2 separate regions of the Mus musculus genome follow, and region 2 is linked to region 1. The links are chromatin contacts, called in public promoter capture Hi-C maps. All regions are on one chromosome and are shown on one strand. Each heading gives the region's core, a stretch centred on a gene start, on an enhancer-like site or on the middle of the called end of the contact. The rest is flanking DNA. Distances are from core to core; before and after follow the strand shown.

Region 1 (5,439 bases), core at 286-2,785:
TGAAAAAGTTACAAAAATTTAATGAGACTATTTTAAGAGCCTCCAAATCAAGAGAGTGGCTTCCAAATATACTTTCGAAATACCTCATTTAATTAAAATAATATTTAACAGGATCCAGCTTTACTTTTCCCAAGCATAGTTCAGTGGACTTTCTAATGGCCTCTGTCACAAAGATCCTCGGGTCTCCCCTGTTTTCTCTATATAAGCCAAGTCACCCATTTTTGATCAACAGAGGTACCATGCATGTAGCAAAAGTTGGTAGGGAGTCGACTGAAAGAGACTGCGGGGTACAGGAGCCACTCATTATATAACACTTCCAAGTATTTGTACATCACGTTTATTAACACCATCACAGGTCAACTATACAGAGACCAAACATTGCAAGCAGTGGAAAGAACTTATAAAAATTGACTTAGTGGGTAACCGAAAGGGGAAATCGAGGGGTTGAGATACAAAATTCTAAGCAAGGTGGTTTCAAAACCAGCGTCTCCAAGATAATGGGCGGGTTCAAACTTCTTGCTTAACGTAAACTGCCTCTCCCCGGCGCTAACAGCAAGTATTACAGCTCTTTTGTCTGTGCAATGACCAGCCAAATTAGAGCAGAAAACCAAAACAAAACAAGAAAACCCACAAGGTAGGTGCACAGAGCGATCGTTACCGGGAGCGGAGTTCCAGCTGCCCATGGCCACCAGACATCAACTTTCACCCTGATTTGCTTTAGGCAACCGGAGGCCAACGTATGAGGGGAGAGAAAGTGGACAAGGGACCAAAACACAAGTTTGGGGACCAGCACCAACTTAGAGCGACAAATCCGGGTGTTTATGGCCTACTAAGAGGTGGGAATAAGACCCACACACTCGGACTCGGGAGGGATCCCAGTTGCCGGAATGAGGCGGGCAGAAGGGCAGCGCCAGCCGCTGACGAAGGCGGCCAACTGAGGTCGGTAAACAAGCCGGGCGGCCACTCTCCCTCATCCTCCGGGTTGTCCCCGCGCTGGGAAGCCCAAGATGGACGCGCGGCCGCGGACAACCCCGGGCCTGCGATGCGCTATCCCGCAACGCTGCCGCCCGGAGGCTCGGCAGCCTGCTCCCCGCGACGCCCCGTCAGGCCGCGGTCGACCCGCGAGGGGCCTGCGGCGCGGCGCCCCCAACCCAGGCCCGGTTACCTGGCGGCCGCGGATCCTCCTCCTCCCCGTCTGACGCGCGGCGCCCGGCGGCCGCGGCGGCGGCGGCGACTCCCGCACGGCCAGCGGCGACGAGCCGAGCCCGGCCCCTCTCCGCCTCCCTCGGCGCCGCCGCCCACCCCGCTGCTGCCGCCTCCGCCCTCCCGCCTCAGTCAGGACATGTTCTCCGCGGGCCCGCGCGCGGCTCCCAGCGGCCCGAGGGGCGGAGAGGCTGCGCGGAGGCGGGGGCCGAGGCTCGGGGACAGGGGCGGAGCGGTCTGGGGACAGCCTCGGGCGCAGAGGACTCCGAATGGCGGCGGTCAGGACCCTAGAGCTAAATAAACCCCGCGGCGGCCGCACAACGTCAGGAACTGGACCTCGCTGCTCACCGTCCTGTGATTGGTCCCGAGGCCTCAGGAGGCGCAGCCAATAGGCGACCGCCTCTTTCCCGGCGCAGGAGCGGGCCGCGGCCGTGACGTCAGCAGCGTGCGTCCTGATTGTGAGGCTACGGCGCGCGCGGTCCCGCGACGCGTCCTCCCGGGTGAGTGTCTTCAAGTCTAAGTGCAGGATGCACTTGGGAGGTGGGAGCCTTCTTCCCCTGGCCGCCGGCCGCTCTTTGCTGCAGAGTCGCCAGCGCTTTGAATCAAGCGTGAGTCACGCATCTGTTTGCTAACTGGGAGACCGCTTGGCCGTTCCTTCGGCGGTTTAAAACAGTTTTTAAAATTTCAATAATTTGACCCAGGCTGTCATTCTGGGGCTCAGGCTGGCCTGGAACTCTTAAACGATATTCCTGCCTCAGCCTCCCCAAGAGCGCTGAGATTACAAGCCTTGCTTACTTGGCATTTTATTTTGTTTTCAGACGAGGTTCTCTTGTAGCCCGATTTATTTCTAACCCCTCTAAATAGCTGAGACTGATCCCGAACTCTTAAACCTCCGGAGTGCTGGACTTACGCCACCACTACTCTTAGCTTCACCTAGCCCTACTTCAAACTTTTTCAAAATGTAAACTGCTTTAAAAGTAATGTGTTAAAGGCCGTAGAAATAGTTCACTGGGTAAAGTTGCCAAGCCTGACAGCCTGAGTTCCATCCCCAGTACCTACAGAGTGGAAGAAGACGACTAACTCCCACAGTTGTTCTCTGGGCTACACACAAAATAAATAAATGTAATTTTTAAAAAGATAGTAATATGGGGGGTCTGGAGAAACGGCCAGCGTGTAAGAGCACTTACTTCGGAGAAGCAAAGTTCTGCTCCCAGCAGCCACTTCAGTGGAAGACAGTCACCTGTAACTCCAGCTCCAGGGGGTTCAGTGCCCTCTTGTGGCCTCTACCAACACCCACACTCACTTGCACAAACACATAATTAAAAATAAAAATAATTAATTAGTATCTTGAAGGAACATTAACAGCAATCTGGGAGGGCATTTAGTAATTGTTTGGATACCTCAGATCCAAAAGGATGACCGTGTTACTTGAAGTTTGATGTTTCCCAAACTTGAGTGGGAATTCACTTTGTGAAGCTGTCTTTGGTGTCTTGAGTTATTTGCATAAAATGGTATAAGACAGCTGTACCATGGCCATCAAAAGAACAGTACTTTGTATAACTTCCCCTCACCAACATCTTTCACAACCAGTGGGGTGCTTCCTCTCCATAGCCATTGCTATGGAGTAGAGGCCTTCAGCAACCCCCACCTGGTCTGAGAACTTATCCATAAATTAAGTTTAAATGGAAACAACAACACAAAACAACACGTTCTCAAGGATATAATTAATTCATTTGTAGGTAGGATCCCACGCTATTATATAAAAACAGTAGTTCAGTTGACCCTTTGGAAACACTTTGTTTAAGCACTTCCTCTTCCTGAATCAAAGCTTTACAGCATGCTGCCTCCAAATAAACACCAATCACACGGTAAGATGTCCAAGTTGTAGTTTATTTTAGTCAGAAAAGGGATAGGACTCAGAGGAAGCTTTTAAATTTGATTTAATAAATGTCTTGTAAAAAAAAAATCTGCACCAAGAAATAAACACAAAGATAAGGAAGACCATCTTAGTGGTAAAAATGATAGCACGGAAAGAGGCTAAGTCAAAATAACCACAATGACAAAATGGGATTGCTAAGTAAATTAAAGTGAAAATCAACTTATAATTGAAAAGGAGAACAAAGGAAAAAAAAAACTGCATTGAAGACAAAAAGACTCTTGAGAGGCATCTAGTAGTTCTCAGACCTGAGGTGATGGATCAGTATATAAAGTGCTTTGAGTTCAGTCCCCTGAATCCATGTAAGAAAGCCAGGTTCATGCTTATAATGACAGTGCCAAAGGAGAAGACAGGAGAACCCCTGAGCTCCATAGCCAGCCAGTTAAGTCTAGCTCCAGACAAGTGAGAGATCCTGCCTTAAAACACAAAAGTGGATGTTCCTGAAGGATGATACATACCCAAGGTATCATTTGCCCTTTTGTCCCCAGGCCTGTATACACACATAGGAACATATACAAAAAGAAAGAAAAGAATGTATTAGTTTTCAACAATGGCAACACATTAGAGTCACTAGTATGGCTTTTTAAACATGGGCTCCACCTAAGAGGAGAATCTGAGCATAGATAAGTCTTAAACACCCTTCAGCTACTCTGAAGTGCAGCCGGGTTTGAAAACTACTGATGGAGTCCTACCCCCAAAGTCTGCACATGGGGACACCGATACCTAGAAATATTAAGTGATTTTAACATGCTAACTAATAGAACAACTGACTTGGTCATAGTTAAGAAACTAATTTAGAGGCCTGAGAGTTCTCCCTGGTGGTAAACATGCCACAAACATGATGACCTAAGTTTGGTTCCTGAGAGTCACATGGTGGAAGAAAAAAACCAAATCCAGTGGGCTGCTCACTTCCAGGCACACACATTTAAAGAATGAAGTACTTGAAGGCACCAACTGTAAGTTTTTAGTATGTTTCTTAGAACCACCATGGTCATGTATAGGGGCAGTTATCATATGTTCTACCTTTTCTGTTAGGTGTTTCCTGAGCTACCTGTGGAAAATACAATCCCATCATGTTTTCCGGTTTGCCATTTTAGGGCTTCTGTTTAGTTCTATAATAGTGGAAAGCAAGGATTGGAGAAGTGGCTCCAGGAGGACTGGACTCCAGTTCCCAGCACCCATGTTAGGCAGCTCCAGAGGATCCTATGCCTTCTGGATTCCAGGAGTACCTGCACTCATGCACATGCCCACACACATATACACATACTTAGAAATTGTGTGTGTGTGTGTGTGTGTGTGTGTGTGTGTGTGTGGAGGGAGAGAGACTGAGATTCTGACTCTCTGGGTATCACTGACTGACCTAGAATTTGCTATTTAGGCCAGGCTGACCTCTTAACTCACAGGAGGCTGCCTGCCTTTGCCTCCCAGGTGCTAGGATTAAAGGCATGCACCACCATGCCCAACTTAAAATATATATTTTTAATAGTCACAAAAAGGGTTTTGCATGATAAGGTGCCATATGAGAACTACCTTCCTGGAATGTCTGTGATACATAGCTATAGAAATGGGGACAGAAAACAATTGAGAGACACAGAGCTAAAACCTAGATATCCAGCAGGAGTGGGAAGGAGGGGCAGAAGTGGAATGCAGTGAGTGATGAGACTCACTAGAGGAAGCCTTTGTTTAGAACCTTTCCATTTATGGTTTGCCAGTACCTGAATCTGGGGCAACAAAAAGAATCAAAAGTCAGAGTACTGCATGACTGTGCTATGAAGACCATTGGAACTCCTGGACAGAACTAGATAAGGTGAGGTCAGTTGTGTACAGATCCAGGATTTAGAAGAGTGCAGCAGGGCCTTGTTAAGAGCAAGGAACTAGGCTGACCCTGGACATGAACAGCAGAGGTGTCGGTCTATAGAGTAGTTACTGTGGAATTTCCAGAAAACTCCCAACAGAAAAAGAAAGGTGGACATTGCAAAATGTGCAACATTCTTAAAGGTGCAGGTGTAGTGAGCCTCAAGTACATTATTCCCAAATAGTATTGGAGTATGCAGATTTTGAAACTCAGAACAAAGAAAAGGTCAGTGTATTTGACAAACAGCTTCACTGACCTTATAGAGAACAGTTCTCAGTAGGATGATGGGGACGGATGCCAAGTTTCAAAAGCTGAAACCGTGCATGGGTTTTGAAGCAGTGATTACAGACTACCAGTCCAGGCGCTTTGACCAGGAGAGGAAGGCAGGAAATAGAGGAACAGCCACAGTGAAGGATGAGGCCTGGGAAAGGTTTTGTTTTCAGTA
Region 2 (5,795 bases), core at 1,328-3,827, 2.8 Mb before region 1:
AAGAGGAACTAAAGGGACCCCAGTGGCAGAGGTAGGGCTTCACATCCCCATGGGCTGGTGCAGGTGACTGCAGTGTTGGGCAAACAGAGCCTAGCAGTGCTGTAGGCAGCACAGGTGGTTCTCTTTGCCCTCCAGGCCCGCTTTCTTTGGTAATGTTGCTGAAAATGACATCCTGAAACTTCAGGATGAGCCAAAGTGAAGCAAAGCTAAGGAGTTAAAGGTTAGTGAGAACGCATGCTTTAACGTGAGGAACGGGAAGAGAGTAGGGGGTGTTTTTATAATGCTTAGGTAGCTTTATATGGGTGGGGGCTTCAATGACATGGACCCGATAGGCTCATATATTTGAAATGGTTCCCAGTTGGTCGAGCTGTTGGGGAAGGATTAGGAGCTGTAGCTCTCTGTTGGAGGAAGTACATCACTGGGGGTGGGCTTTGAGGTTTGAATTATCCACTCCATCCTGAGTGTGTCTCTCTTTCTCTCTCTCTCTCTTTCTCTCTCTCCCCCCTCCCTCCCTCCCTCTCTCCCCTCCCCTCCCTCTCCCTCTCTCCCCTCTCCCTCTCTCCCCTCCCCCTCCCTCTCTCCCCTACCCTTACCCCCCCCTCCCCGTTCTATGTGTCTTGCACTTGTGGATCAGATGTAAGCTCTCAGCTCTTCAGGGCCATGCCTAGCTACCTGCCTGCATGTTCCCCACTATGATAGTCATAGACTCTAACCCTCTGGAACTATGAGCCCCAAGTTAAATGTTTTTTTGTTTTGTTTTGGTTTGTTTTTTTAATTTTTTAAAATAAGTTGCCTTGGTCATGGTGTTTTCTCATGACAACGGAAAAGTAATGAAGACACTGTGGCTCTTAAAGTTACGTTCCTCAAGGCTATAATTTAAAACAAAGCATAAAGTGTAAATTTTAAGCACATTTTAAAAAACAATTAAAAATATATGAACGGAGGGCTGAAGAGATGGCATAGGGGTTATGAGGCCTCGCTGCTCTTGGAGAAAACCTAGGTCAGGCCTCATTAGCTACTTCAGGAGGCTCACAACTGCCCGCAACTCTAGTCCTGTGAGATCCAATGCTATCTACTGATATACAGAGGTACCTGTACTCATATCCACATGGTCAGACACAGACACACACATTTATATACATATTCATGATAAAGTAACAACTATATATGTGTGTGTGTATGTGTGTATGAACTGATCTGCTTTTTAAATCTCTCTCTCTCTATCTATCTATTGCTTAGGTTTCAGGATGAGAAGGCAATGCCCAAGGCCTAAAGTAGAGCTTGGATCCTGGCAGCCCTAACAAGGCAGGCTGGACCACCCATCCTCAGTAGGCTAATTAAAGAGGAGGCAACAGTGAGAAGCACAGAAAGGGGGTGTATTCATGTGGCCCCATTGTGAATAGGAGCAAAGGGGCCCAATGGCACCCTAAATATATTTTTGAAGTCCTGACCAGAGGTTTAGGTTTAGAGGCCAAGAGGTATGCTATAACTAATCAGCCTGGGTTAGGGTGGTATAACACACTCGTTCCCCAGAGTGAAATTTCATGGCTTCATACTTCAGGCTTGTCCTTGAGACCTTGAGGAGAGGGTAGACATTGGTTCTATTGCCCCAGAAGCGGAATTTTTACAACACCCTACTGGAAGAACACTGATCCAGGAACAGGAGGAGGGAGCATGAAAAAAGAGGACAGGAAAACATAGGTACTCTATATTCATCTGACTGGCACCTGGCCTCAGATAACCCCAACTGGTGCCCCAGGAGCCCTATTTTAGGATTTGCAGGTGCAGTCTTGCACAGGTTATTTTAATCGGCATTTCCCCCTGAAACAGCAAAGCATTGCAAACTTAACCGTGCCGCAGCAATAACTCTTAAGTTATGGTTTCGGAAAAACCGTGCCACTGCCTCAGTGTTCATTAAGCAGGGAGACTGTAGAATGAATTATAATGATGTCCCCCAGTTTTTAAAGGACAGTTTGAGGGATACTGAAAAGGCAGGAGAAACAACCTTAGGTTGCGTATGAGGTGTTGCAGAAACGGCAGAGGAAGGGTATAAATTTTAAAAATAGAAAGCTTCTAGCGTTGAGCAAGATGCGGCGTTGTCGGTGTTTGATTTCTGGAGAGGGAGCCTACAGGTAGCTTCCTACAGGTCGCCACGCTAGTTTTGCTGACACTGAAAAAGCTGGGACCCTCTACCCTGCCTATTAGAGCAGCAGTGGCCCGCCCACCAGCCCCACCCTGCCCGCCTTCCGGAGCTTATCTCCGCTCGGGTTCCGCTTCTCCAGCCAGCTTCTGGCCCGGCCCCGCCTACCGGCCTGGCCCCTCCCACCTTCCGGCTCCACCCCCCCCCCCCCCCCCAGGCTCGCAGCCTGGCCCCACCTCTGGACTTCCCCAATCCTCTGTCGCCCTCGCCATTGGTCTCTGGCTGGCCGCCTGGCCCAATCGCAGCACTTAGCGCCAGAATTTGAACCGCCGTTTTGGTTTGAATCGGGCGGGCTGCGGCGGGCGAGCCTTGGCGCGGAACCGCCTAGGCGGACAGTCGGGGCTGGACGGGGCGGCGGGTGGCGGGTGGCGGGCACTTGGGACGCGGGCGGCGGGAGTGCGGGTCTGGTCGGGGCGGAGCGAAGGCCGCGGGTGGCCGTGGTCGGTCCTCCGCGGCTAAGGAGCCGAGGGCTCCGACGCGGGCTGCGCCCGGTGAGCGGCGGCCAGAGCTAACTTGCGCTGACTGGACCAGCTGAGGAGCGGCCCGGCGGGGCGACTGCGAGCTTCACCGAGAGGCTTCTCCGCCCTGGTCCGCAGTCCCGACGGCCGGGCGGACCATGGCGTCCTCGGCTCACCTGGTCACCATCAAGCGGAGCGGCGATGACGGCGCACACTTCCCGCTGAGCCTCAGCTCCTGCCTGTTTGGAAGGTGAGTGCGCGCCGGGGCTGAGGTGACCCGGGGCGGCGACCCCGCGGCCCAACCCCCCTCTGCGTTTGACAGGGTTGTCCCTGTGGCTTGTTCGGAAGTCACGCTCATGCATTGGGAGCTTCCAAATGGAATCGGGATTTTACACTCGGTAGACGCGAGGCTGACGTCGGTGTCCCGCAACTTCCGCACTGTCGTTCTCAGGCAGCCGGCTGTGGCTCTGGATGTTTCGGGAAACATCAGATAGGAGAACCCTGCTCGGGTGCTCTGGGAGAGTCCCCTCTCACCCTCCCCCGTCGGTCGGATGGCAATCTTCCCTGAGGCCTTCCAGGCAGTGGCTGGTGTTGCCACTTCTGCAAACGTTGACCCTTATGGCTTTCTGCCGCGTTTGAAATGTTACTTGAGAGGATGCTTTTAAGAAAACTCGTCTTTCCTAACACCATGCAGATTGGTGACTAGGTTTTAGATTGTTTTGTTTGTCTCCCAGTAGATTAAATTCCAAGACAAGGTCTGCCTTGTTAATGGTTACATCTCTAGGGTCCCATATGGCGACTGACACTTAAGATCAATCAGTGTGTGGCACAGGATGAGTGGTAGGAAGATGGCGATCTGGCAAGAATGGTAGTTCTCAGACATTTGACAAAGTCTGGTGACAGATTTTCATGTCACCCTGGGAGAGGTGCCTGCCGTTAGTTAGTACTGCTGAGTAAGGACAGAGACATGGTGTATTTGACAGTCGAGGAAGTATCTGGTCCAGAATGTCTGTGGTCTTTTGTATCTAGTATGGATTGTGGTGATCTTTTTGCTCCGTAAAACGGGGTTCGAACATATGGTCTTTCTGCCTGGTGTTTTGAAACCCAAAACCTCTGTTTTCTTGAGAGTAAGAACTTCCTGTCAGAGTAAAGAACTTTCTATAACTTTGTTGTTGTTTAAAAGAAGAGAGTACAAATTCTTGTCACAAGTGTCATTCATTTTGATTATTCTGCAATATTACTTAAATATACTTTTAACAAGTTTAAAAAAATTTAAATCAATTTGCATTTGGTTATGTGGTATTTATTGTAAGAGGTATGCTTAGACTCCAGAGGTTCATAGGAAAGCAGACAGTATATAGAGTATAGTCTGGCTTTTAAAGTTCACGATGGAGCTACCAGCGAAAGTCCTGGTTTGTGGCTGGATTAGAATTGTCCCTTCTGTGCTGTGCCACCACAATGCTAGCTTTCCAGAAAGACATTCTAATCTAGATACTGATTGTGGATTAGTGTTTGTGTTGTGAAGACATCTGAGTCTGTCAACTCGGTGTCGTTCTAAAATGACTCGCATAGATTAGCTGTGTGCCCCATACCCAAGTGATATATACAACTATAGCTGAATAGCAACATGGGTGCTGGTATAGATCTTTTGTGTATGAAGAAACTGAGGCATTGATTAGCCACAGCACATTTTATGCTAGTAGTCTTCTGTGTCCTTAAACACCCATATTGTTATAAACACATTACAAAGGTCTTCTAAGCTGGGTAGTGGTGGCACCCGCCTTTAGTCCCAGCATTTGGGAGGCAGAGGCAGGTGAATTTCAGAGTTGGAGGACAGCCTGGTCTACAAAGTGAGTTCCAGAACAACAGGGCTACACAGAGAAACCCTGTCTTGAAAAAAAAATCAAAAAGCCAACCAACCAAACAACCAACCAAACAAAAAAACCCAAAGTTCTCCTAAACTGACAGAAAGTTCTCTTTTATTTGTGTCTTGTAATTATAACTACTTACATGAAAAGTAATTGTGTGTGCTAGTATTTTCTAATATAATTATTCTGAAGTACTAGAAGTCTCCATCTTTTATGGTTTCATAGGCAGTACTTGTGAACATTGCCCTGCCCCTCATATCTTGTCAGTCCTTGTGTCGTTACACTTATAATATAAACATACTAGTCAAATTCTGCTAATATTTTGAAAACTTGAGGGTTTCTTTTTTTTTGTTGCATACCCTCATAAATCCCTTACTTTTTTGTATTAAGGAGTATTGAATGTGACATTCGTATCCAGCTGCCTGTAGTGTCAAAAAGACATTGCAAAATTGAAGTCAAAGAGCAAGAGGTAAGTTGGCTTTGGAAATCAACTCTTAAAGCTTTTGAAGGTGACTTGAAGCAAGTCCTTAGTGTTTGCCTCTCCTCTCTCCTCGTAGGCAATATTATATAATTTCAGTTCTACCAATCCAACTCAAGTAAACGGGGTTACTATAGATGAGCCTGTGAGGCTGAGACATGGAGACATAATAACCATCATTGACCGCTCCTTTAGGTGAGTGAAAGCCAACTGGATGAGTTCTGAACACTGTGCTTTCGTTAATCACAAACTAGTACCATGGTTTGATCCTTTTTTGGTGTTGGTGGATGTTAGAAATGTCTCACTCTGTGTGTGTGTGTGTGTGTGTGTGTGTGTGTGTGTGTGTGAGCGCACACATACATGTCCATGCAGGTGCTTGGGCCTGGGCCTGTGGAGAATAGAGGACAAGCTCAGATGTGGTCCTCGGGATCTGGGTCAGTTTTCCCCCCCTTTTTGATCAGGGTCTCTTAACAGGCCTAGGATTCACCAAGTAACGGGCGAGATTGGCTAGACACCCGAGCCCGGGGCCCTCCTGTCTTTGCTTTCCCAGTGTTGATGGCGCATCTTAAAGTTCCTAGCTCCTAGTCCCTTTGAGAGAGTGTGTTTGGCCCTTAAAGAACAATTTTGTTATACTGAGGCAATTGGGCTGCATCCTAACTTAGGACTAATGTCATTATAATAAGGAAAGATTAGCATACAGGGGAGCAAGTGAGTGAAGGAAAGTGCTGTGTAAGAGACAGAAAGAAGGCGGCCGGTCCAGGAGACCCAGAGGAGCCATTCCTACAGATGCC

What was found. Promoter capture Hi-C pulls out the DNA fragments that hold promoters and counts their contacts.
Region 2: a contact with region 1 is called in a promoter capture Hi-C map of pre-B cells. The contact joins the promoter of Mki67 here to the promoter of Zranb1 in region 1. A contact is called at or near these places in 1 of 39 promoter capture datasets (pre-B cells) and 1 of 115 datasets of contacts at active chromatin or transcription factors (embryonic forebrain).

The regions. Positions count from the first base shown.
Region 1 is chr7:132,927,272-132,932,710 of GRCm38.p6, reverse strand. It overlaps Zranb1 (zinc finger, RAN-binding domain containing 1), which reads right to left and starts at 1,535. Exons shown (of 10, transcript NM_207302.3): 1 at 1,166-1,535. It overlaps 1500002F19Rik (a long non-coding RNA gene), which reads left to right. Exons shown (of 2, transcript XR_003946678.1): 1 at 1-1,703.
Region 2 is chr7:135,713,161-135,718,955 of GRCm38.p6, reverse strand. It overlaps Mki67 (antigen identified by monoclonal antibody Ki 67), which reads left to right and starts at 2,577. Exons shown (of 14, transcript NM_001081117.2): 1 at 2,577-2,908; 2 at 4,917-4,995; 3 at 5,084-5,199. The coding sequence starts at 2,817.